2 separate regions of the Gossypium hirsutum genome follow, and region 2 is linked to region 1. The links are chromatin contacts, called in public Hi-C maps. All regions are on one chromosome and are shown on one strand. The core of a region is the stretch at or near the end of the contact, and the rest is flanking DNA. Distances in the headings are between cores, read along the strand shown. Region 1 holds the start of LOC107908466 (sucrose transport protein SUC3). Region 2 holds the start of LOC107908463 (peptidyl-prolyl cis-trans isomerase CYP23).

Region 1 (4,552 bases), core at 621-3,120:
CCGAAATATGGGCCTAGAATTTTGCTCAAGCCCGGCTCGGGAAAAAATTCATAAGCCCGGGCCGGTTTTTTAAATAAATACCAAAAATTTATTTTAAAAATTAAAAAAATTATTTTAAAAATATTTTAAAATTAAAAAAAATTAAAAAAGTATTTTAAAAATATTTTAAAAATATTTTAAAATTAAAAAAAATTTAAAAAAAAAGTATTTTAAAAGTATTTTAAAATTAAAAAATAAAAATATTTATTATATTCGGGCCGGGCCGGGCCAGGCCCTGGCCAAAAAAGTTGTGCCCGAGGCCCGGCCCATTTTTTAATCGGGCCTTATTTTTTTGTCCAAGCCCATATTTCGGCGGGCCGTTGGGTCGGGCCGGGCCGCCCGGCCCATGAGCACCTCTACCCTTACCTTCCCCTTTAAAATTGCCCTGTAAGAAAGGCTTCAATTGTTTCTTAATAGAATTTGTTAAATTTTTTAGATTTATAATCAAATTGATAGGACATGTAAACATTAAAAAGTTAAATTTATTATTAAAATAATAAAAGCCCACATCATCTTTTCGTTGCTTGGTTAACGATAATTAATGGAAGAATGACTAAAATATTTAATTTTAAAAAGTTAAGTGACTAAAATGAAAAAAAAATAGTTAAGTGACCAAAATTGAATAAAGTGTATATTTGAGTGACTATTATTGTGCTTTACCCTAGAATTTAAAGGGTAAAAGTACCATGGAGGCTCTTGTACTAGGAGTCGGGTTGCATTTTGCTCCCCCCACTCAAAATAGTAGGTAAATTAGTCATTATACGTTAGATCAAAGAGCAAACTGATCATTCTATTAAAAATTTCATCAAATTCTATTGTTAAAACTTGGCCTCTGTACGCCAACATAAGGTGCATGTAGCATGCTACGTGTAATTGTTTAGTTATTCCGTCAACCACGCTAATTTTTAGCAATAGAAATAGATGAAATTTTTAATAAAAAAGAACCATTTTGCTCTTTGATCTAATGCACAGGGATTAATTTGTCCATTTTTAAGTAAATAGGGCAAAATGTAATCTGGTGTTAATACAAGTGCCTCTATAATACTTTTATCAATTTAAAAAGTATATAAGATATTTTTCATATATAAGTAAAGTAACCGACTATTTTGAAACCACAATCAAATAAATATTTTTGTAAGCGTCTTTATGCTACACTTAAGGTTACTAAACTATTAGTAAATTTACATTTTGGTCATTTAACTTCAAAAGATTACAAAATGGTCATTGAACTATAAATCAATACCCATCAACAAATTAAAAGAAACCCTTAAATTCAAGTTGATCTAGTGGCTAGTGTCAAAAATAGAAAAAGAAAATTATTTTGATTTTAGTTCGTAAATTCGTAATATTTAAAATTATTTCGTGAAAAAAAATTGAACTGTAGAAGAAAAGTAGAAAAAGAACTTTTGATTAATGCAGAGAGTGTGAACAGAGAATACTATGCAACAATAATTTTAGCAACTCAATGATCTAACTGAAAACTTTTTAATTTGACTATTTTTCTTAACTTTTTAATAAAGGATCAAAATGAAAACTTACTAATAATTTACTTATCTAGTTTACCTTCATTCTATTATATTTAATTATAGTAACCTTGTCCGTAAACTTGACTCCAGCGTCCATCCGGCGATTACTCGTCGTCGGTGTGCTTTTTCCCTTGCTGAAGAAGAAAAGCATCCCTTCAATAAATGACAAAGTCCCTTAAAACCAACGGTCCTGATCACATCCTTTTTCTCCCACTTAATCAACGCCCCCATCGCTTTTTCCTTTGATGGCAAACTTTTGTTTTCACAACCGACACATCACACAAATCAACATGGACCCTGCACCTAAACCTAAATATCATCTTGAAACACATTCATTCCTCAACTTTTAATTTTGATTGATTTTGTATTCATTTTTTTAATGCGAAGGTTTACCTTGGGTTAACTCGTGAAGGATAATCAGAGACTGAGCCAAAGAGGTTATGGCGGGAATGAGTGACTCAGTGCCCATCAGGTTCCCCTACAGGAATTTAAACAAGGAATTGGAGGTTGAAATGACCGACGATCCTCATTTTCGGATCGATCTAAATTCCTCTCCGAACTCTCCTTCAGCTTCTTCTTCGTCGCCTGCCTCGAGGGTTCCCAATGGAAACGCTAACTTATCGTCGCCGATCCATGCCGGATCTAAGGATTGTAGCTTGATAACTCTGGTTCTTAGTTGTACGGTCGCCGCCGGGGTTCAGTTTGGTTGGGCTTTACAACTATCGCTATTGACTCCTTACATTCAGGTCTTTCCAATGCTCTTTATTTTTTTTCTCTTTAGTCTTGTAATTTATGTTAGTTTAAGTATTTTAATGAAAAATAGTAGGCTAGTGACTATGAATGTTTTGAAGTTTGAATTTGGTGCAACGTGTTTACATTTAATGACAATTTTTGTGTTATTGGGGGGTTATCTGTAGGAAATAGAAAAATAAAATCAGCAAGTGCACTTCTTGTTGGTATTCTTGAATTGGTTAGATAGTAGATGCTACAATTCTTTTTCATTATTGTTTAGTCATTAATTTACTTAGTTTTCATGTACTGCAGAAAGAATTATTGGTGTAGTTATAGGTTGCGAAAGAGAGATCATGGCGTTGAGAGGCAAATTTTCTTTTATTATCATTTTCTGGAAATTTTTCTAATAAAATACTTATCATCTTTAACAATATAAATTAAAACGCACTAGTTAGAGAAAAGAATGTTATAGTCATTTTTTGAAGAATAAATTGCATATTAAAATAATTCTCAAAATATTTTGTCAACTTCTTGCTTAATGCTTATGTAATACTATCTCTTTATTTATTATTATTTTTAGCCTTGGCTGTATTTCTTTTCAACGCTCTGAGCTTCTCTGATTACTGTATATTTTGTTGATTCATGCAGACACTTGGAATAGAGCATGCTTTTTCTTCATTTATTTGGCTCTGTGGTCCGATAACTGGTCTTGTGGTAGGTGATGGGAAACCATATTGCTGTATTTTTCTATATTATTGCCCTCTCTTTATTTTTGAGTCCTAATGGGTGTAACATGATATTTAATGTGGTTACTTGATAGATCTGCTGTAATAGCTTGTGCTGCATTTTGAACTAACTCCTAAATAGTTGGGGCTACCTTTCATGTATCCTATTTTGTTATAGAAGGTAGAGATGGGGGGTACCCTAGAACATTTATTTGTTTGATTGCATAATAGAGAATTTCTTTGCTTATTCAATTTTCCATTCTCTCTCCCCCCCCCCCGGTATGTCTGTGCAAATTAGGAAGCAGGCTACCTTTGTGTTTAATGCCTATTTTTTTTAAATGTGTTGGCACATGATAAATGTAAATGACTAGAGTTAAACAAAATCAGAATAAATAATACCTATCTGCATTTATGATTTATAGAATTGTTTGCATTTTGATCTTAGGTTCAACCTTGTGTTGGTATTTGGAGTGATAAATGCACTTCCAAATATGGTAGAAGGCGGCCTTTTATCCTTGCTGGAGCGCTCATGATCTCTCTTGCTGTAAGCACCAAAGAAGATTGTTTTCCTTTTATGCTATGTTTATGTTTTTATATATATATATATTCTAAACTAAGGTTTGCAATCTAGGTGATAATAATCGGGTTTTCTGCAGACATTGGATACTTATTAGGTGATACGAAGGAGCAGTGCAGGTTTCCACTTTTGCTTTTGATTCATTCTCTTCTCTTATAGCCAACTCTCACTCTCCCCCACCTCTTTTTCCTGCTGCAAGAAAATAAAGAGATTGACAAAATAATGTATGCAATGTAGTACATTTAAAGGTACACGAACAAGGGCGGCTTTTGTCTTTGTTATCGGCTTTTGGATGTTGGATCTTGCTAACAATACAGTGCAGGTAAGCCTTAAATGACAATTAATTCTTCATTTTATGCACATGAGCTAATAGTTGAAGTCTTATATTTTTTCTAGGGACCAGCTCGTGCCCTTTTGGCTGATCTATCTGGTGAGCTCCCTTCTTAAGACAGTAAAAGAAAAAAAAAAAAGAAAACGGTTATGGTCTATACATAATATCATTGTGATGTTTTAGGTTTGATACCTCCGATTTACTAGGCCGTATAATACCACACACATTTGAATACTGTGCATGACAAGATTCTGGATGTCTATGTTTTAGGTCCTGATCAACATAATTCTTCAAATGCTATATTTTGCTCGTGGATGGCTGTTGGAAACATCTTGGGATTTTCAGCTGGTGCTAGTGGGAGTTGGCACAGGTGACAATCTTTTCCTGTGTTTTTGTTGTGATGAAACAAGCAATTATTGACGCAAAGTTATTAAGTGAATTTATATGTTGATCTAGTTCTTGCAAATTGTCTCAATTCAGATGGTTTCCATTCTTGGAAAACAGAGCTTGCTGTGAAGCCTGTGCCAATTTGAAAGCAGCATTTCTTGTTGCTGTAGTAAGTAACATTATCCATTGAAATTTCACACTATTAAGGCTTTCTAGGATGTTAAAACTGAAATTC
Region 2 (4,552 bases), core at 652-3,151, 130 kb before region 1:
GCTGAACCATTTTGGAATTTTTCGACTCAAGTAGATATAGTTTTGGCTTGTTGTATCATTCATAATCATATAATGGGAGTTGATCCTAGGGATTTACTTAATCAATGATTATACGAGTAGCCTAAGTCTGATTTGATAATACCAACTCTTATGGAGCAAGAAGAAAGAGAAGAAGCAATAGAATGGCCTTCTAAAAGAGACGAAATTGCACAAACTATGTGGACTGATTATATGGCTAGAAATATTAGGTAGGTTTAGGGCTTAGGGTTATTGTTTCTATGTTATGTATGTTTTAGTATTAAAATTATTATTTTTTGTTAATGTTGGTTGGATAATGATATTGAAATTTTAGTTTGTTGGATTTTGAAATTATTATGTCTTGAATTTGTTAGATATTGATTATGTTTTAAGCTTGTTAGATATTGAATTTATTATGTTTTAAGCTTGTTGGATATTGAAATGATTGACAATGACAAGTATTAATGTAGAATGGGTAAGAGCAACAAAGAAGAGACCTCCAAGCAATTCAGGTGGACAAAACTGATGGAACATGTTTTTCTTGAAATTCTAGCAGAGGAGGCCTAAAAAGGAAATAAGCCTTCTAATACTTTCAGAGCAATTTCTATTAATCGAGTTGTCAAAGCTATTTCTGAAAGATTCCAAGTCCAATGTAATGCGAAGTACGTGGAAAATCATTTGAGGACTATAAAAAATCAGTAGCAGATTATATACAAAATTCGAGGTGAAAGTGGTTTTGGATGGGATGATAACATGAAAATGATCACATGTGATAGAGCGACAGATGATGTAGCAGCGATGGTAATATATGTATATATATGTTAAGTATATTTCAATTGTTTTTTACTTGTTATTCTAATTGTGTATAATATCCAACAGGCACACAAGAAGTATGAACCATTTTTGAATAAAAGCATTGATCATTATGATGAAATGGCTTTGGTTGTTGGCAAAGATATGGGAACAGAGAGTTTTTCCAGAACATTTGCTGACATAGATTTGGATGATGGTAACCAAGATTCAGTGCCTGTAGGCTGCGACAATGAAGAGGCTGAAGAGGTAAGAACAAATGTATCTTTATCTGGCACATCCAAACGTAAAAGAAAAAATGTTCAATAAAGTGTCGCTGATGAACAAATTAAATTTGTGGGTGAACAACTTGGCAAAATTGCTAATGCTTTGGAACAATTTACTGCGGATAAGACACCACAGCTTTACGAACAAGTGATGTCGATGGAGGAAGAAGGATTTGATGATGACTTCTTGTGTTCTGTGTTTGATTATCTAGTGAGTCATGAATTCGAGGCCAAAGTTTTTTTAGTTAAAAGTAAGAAGCATAAACAAATTTGGCTTCAAAAATTTTCTCAAGGTTGAAGAATTTGATACTTTTATATGGTGTAATATTAGTTATGCACTTGGACAATGTTGTTGTTATTATGTGGTGTATCACTAATTATACATTTGGATAATATTATTAATTTCTAGTATTAATTGTGGTTTGGAAGCTAAATTTATAATTATTCAATTCTTGTTTTTTATTTTTTTTAATACAATTACAAATAATTTATTTGACTTTGGTTGTTTTCAATTTATGACGGTTAATATTATGGCTTAATAATTGAGTATTATTATATATTTAATTTAATTTATTTATTTATAAATAAATCATTGCAATATAGGTAAAAACAATTTAAAATATAAAAATTTATTAATATGTATATAGATTTATTAATATATATAAAAATAACTTTTCTGAAAAATATTTTCAGGAAATCTGCCAAACAACATAAAACATTTTACACAAATTCATCTAAACACTAAAAAATATTTTCAATAAATCATTTTCTAAAATAAATTATTTTTCAGAAATTATTTTCCACCCAAAATGATTGAAGATATTGGGACTCATTGGAGTCGTATGAATGCATTGGCAATACTAGGATCAATAAGCCATTTGGGCCCTTCTGGATCTTATAAGCATAAGCAAATTGGACCATTCACTATGATCTATCCATCTTCTACCCGGCGTTGTTATTGTAGTTCAAAGACCCGGCTGAATTTAGTGTTGCCCCTTTTAAAGAAATGATTTTAGGCAGAATAGATTTTGGGTCAAATGAAAGTTTGGGAGTTGACAAATGCAAGTTTAGATCAAGCGCCAAGAAGGTTGAAAAGAGAATCTAAGACTAGGAGAAAAGAAGAGATGAAGATCTTATGGTGGGTGAGTTTAGTATTTGTAATTACTAATGTTGGTGCTTTGGCTGAAGAACCCCAGCTAAGCTCGCCTCGTGTTGTTTTCCAGGTTCTTTCTTTTTGCCTTTGCACTTCACTTTCACCTATATATATATACATATATATATTTCTTAACTCCACTAATTCCAGCATTCAGTTCCCATATTATCTACCCCAGTTTTCCCAGTACTTGTGTTTTATATTTAGTGAATTATGTAATAAATGGGAGTTGTTGTTGGTAATGCCAGTGTGAAAGGTATTCGATTTTGTGAGTTTGTTTGATGTTATTTTCTGAACTTTTGGTTGTGGTGCAGACAAATTATGGAGATATTGAATTTGGATTTTACCCTAGTGTTGCACCGAAAACTGTTGATCACATTTTTAAGCTTGTGCGTCTTGGTTGCTATAACACCAACCACTTCTTCAGAGTGAGTGGTAGAACTTGAAAACACTGGTTTTGGTCTTTGGTTGTTAATTAATCTGATTTTGAGGTGTGGGTGAGGTTATACATATTTAAAATTGTTGCAGGTTGATAGGGGGTTTGTAGCCCAAGTGGCAGATGTTGCAAGTGGAAGATCAGCTCCCATGAATGAGGAGCAAAGAAAGGAAGCTGAAAAGACAATTGTTGGTGAATTTAGTGATGTAAAACACGTGAGAGGTATTCTCTCTATGGGGAGGTAAAAACACCTTATGTATTGGGAGTTCATATTTAATTTAATTTTATACATTTTCTATGTATTTATATGACCCCGAGTTCTGCTTTGGTGTAGATATTCTGATCCAGACAGTGCACAGTCCTCGTTTTCAATACTTCTTGGAGATGCTCCTCATCTTGATGGGCAGGTATTCCAGTCACACTTGCTATGCATCATTGTGAATGATTATTTCAGAATCTTATTTGACAAATAGCATACCTATTACATGACTTTCTGTTTATCTTTTCAAGTATGCAATATTTGGGAAAGTCACTAAAGGTGATGAGACTTTGCGAAAGCTTGAGGAACTTCCTACTCATCGTGAGGGGATCTTTGTAATGGTATAAATGTGATGCTCTTTCTGGTTTTTCTTTGTAATGTACTAGAAAATTTAAGATGCTTTTTACCTTTGAGAACTGTTGTCATGGTGGATCCATCATGATTTTTAACATTTTACTCCATAGTATGAGTCCTTACTTACCAGTTGAGAATTCTCAGGATTGACCAGTTTCCTTGATTGTTAGCTATTCTTGTTTCACCTTTATGGCCTCTTTTCTTTCATTTTCGTAAATAGGGAATTTACCTCTTAGTAATATTATTCTTATTTTTAAATAATCCATAGAAAGAGGGAAAAGAAAAAGATAAAGCAAGAGAGGAGACACTAACATGAGCAACATACAGTTGTAAATCAGGAACTGGTTATATAATCATACAACTTTCACTGTGATGTATAGAGCTTAATGTAGCTAGTTTGCTGATCAGTTATAATCTTCTTATTCAGCACTCATGCACAAAAATCTGTCCTGTCCAGGATCTCTGTCTTGGTTATTCCTTTGTAACTGTACTCTTACATTTTATCTTAAAAGTTTGGCCTTTTCTCTATCCTCTGTTCAACTAATCTGATAGGAATTTAGAAAACAAGTAATTAATATTGCAATTTGTGGCTGATTCTAGTCCATGCCATCTTTTTCTGCTGTGAATACTAATTTACTTTTGTTTGTCTTTCCCAGCCTGTGGAGCGCATCACGATTCTTTCATCCTACTATTATGGTGAGAACTAATCAGCCTCTTATGGCATTTTGTTCTATAATTGCATTTCAAGGATGGTTAAGGGTACATTCATGTCATTGCTGAAATATATCCTTGCATGTAATTCATTATAGTAACATAAACTATTCCATGGACAATAATTTTGATCACTATATTGCATTAAAAAATATGAGCACTTCAGCTTTCCAGGATATCGTGAAGCTGGTTATGTGATGCAGTTATCTGGGGATTTTTCTAAGATGTGACATAAGTAATTATGTTCTACAGCATTGACAAGATATTAGGTAAAAGGTTGCATAATGACTGCATGTATTCCTTGATGTCATGAGCATTTAACGTACAACAAAAGCATGGAGTTCAGTGCATTATTTTCTCTGTATATATTTTAATAAGGTATGAAATCTATCATTACACCATCCACTTGTACTGCCTTGCACCTGGAAGGGACCACAAAGATTTGCACTTTGCAAAAACCTATTGTAGAGTAAGATAAACCATTATGGGATCTTCTACCAATCCGCTATTTGTTCACCCATTGATCCTTTTATCAGCTAAAGAAA

Evidence for each region. A called contact is a pair of places that touch in the nucleus more often than the background predicts.
Region 2: a Hi-C map of leaf shows a contact between it and region 1, with 3 times the contacts expected there. The contact joins the promoter of LOC107908463 here to the promoter of LOC107908466 in region 1. A contact is called at or near these places in 15 of 34 Hi-C or Micro-C datasets (anther, callus, hypocotyl and 2 more).

The regions. Positions count from the first base shown.
Region 1 is chrD02:43,724,235-43,728,786 of Gossypium_hirsutum_v2.1, reverse strand. It overlaps LOC107908466 (sucrose transport protein SUC3), which reads left to right and starts at 1,870. Exons shown (of 14, transcript XM_016835642.2): 1 at 1,870-2,311; 2 at 2,946-3,011; 3 at 3,468-3,566; 4 at 3,654-3,718; 5 at 3,837-3,921; 6 at 3,996-4,029; 7 at 4,201-4,300; 8 at 4,411-4,486. The coding sequence starts at 2,006. LOC121214682 (a long non-coding RNA gene) reads right to left here and starts at 2,100. Exons shown (of 2, transcript XR_005910303.1): 1 at 1,959-2,100; 2 at 1,432-1,874.
Region 2 is chrD02:43,858,550-43,863,101 of Gossypium_hirsutum_v2.1, reverse strand. It overlaps LOC107908463 (peptidyl-prolyl cis-trans isomerase CYP23), which reads left to right and starts at 1,901. Exons shown (of 8, transcript XM_016835636.2): 1 at 1,901-2,317; 2 at 2,562-2,675; 3 at 2,776-2,924; 4 at 3,018-3,090; 5 at 3,194-3,283; 6 at 3,953-3,992. The coding sequence starts at 2,132. It overlaps LOC107907641, which reads left to right. Exons shown (of 5, transcript XM_041088660.1): 3 at 489-819; 4 at 898-1,077; 5 at 1,222-1,528. The coding sequence starts at 772. The coding sequence ends at 1,392.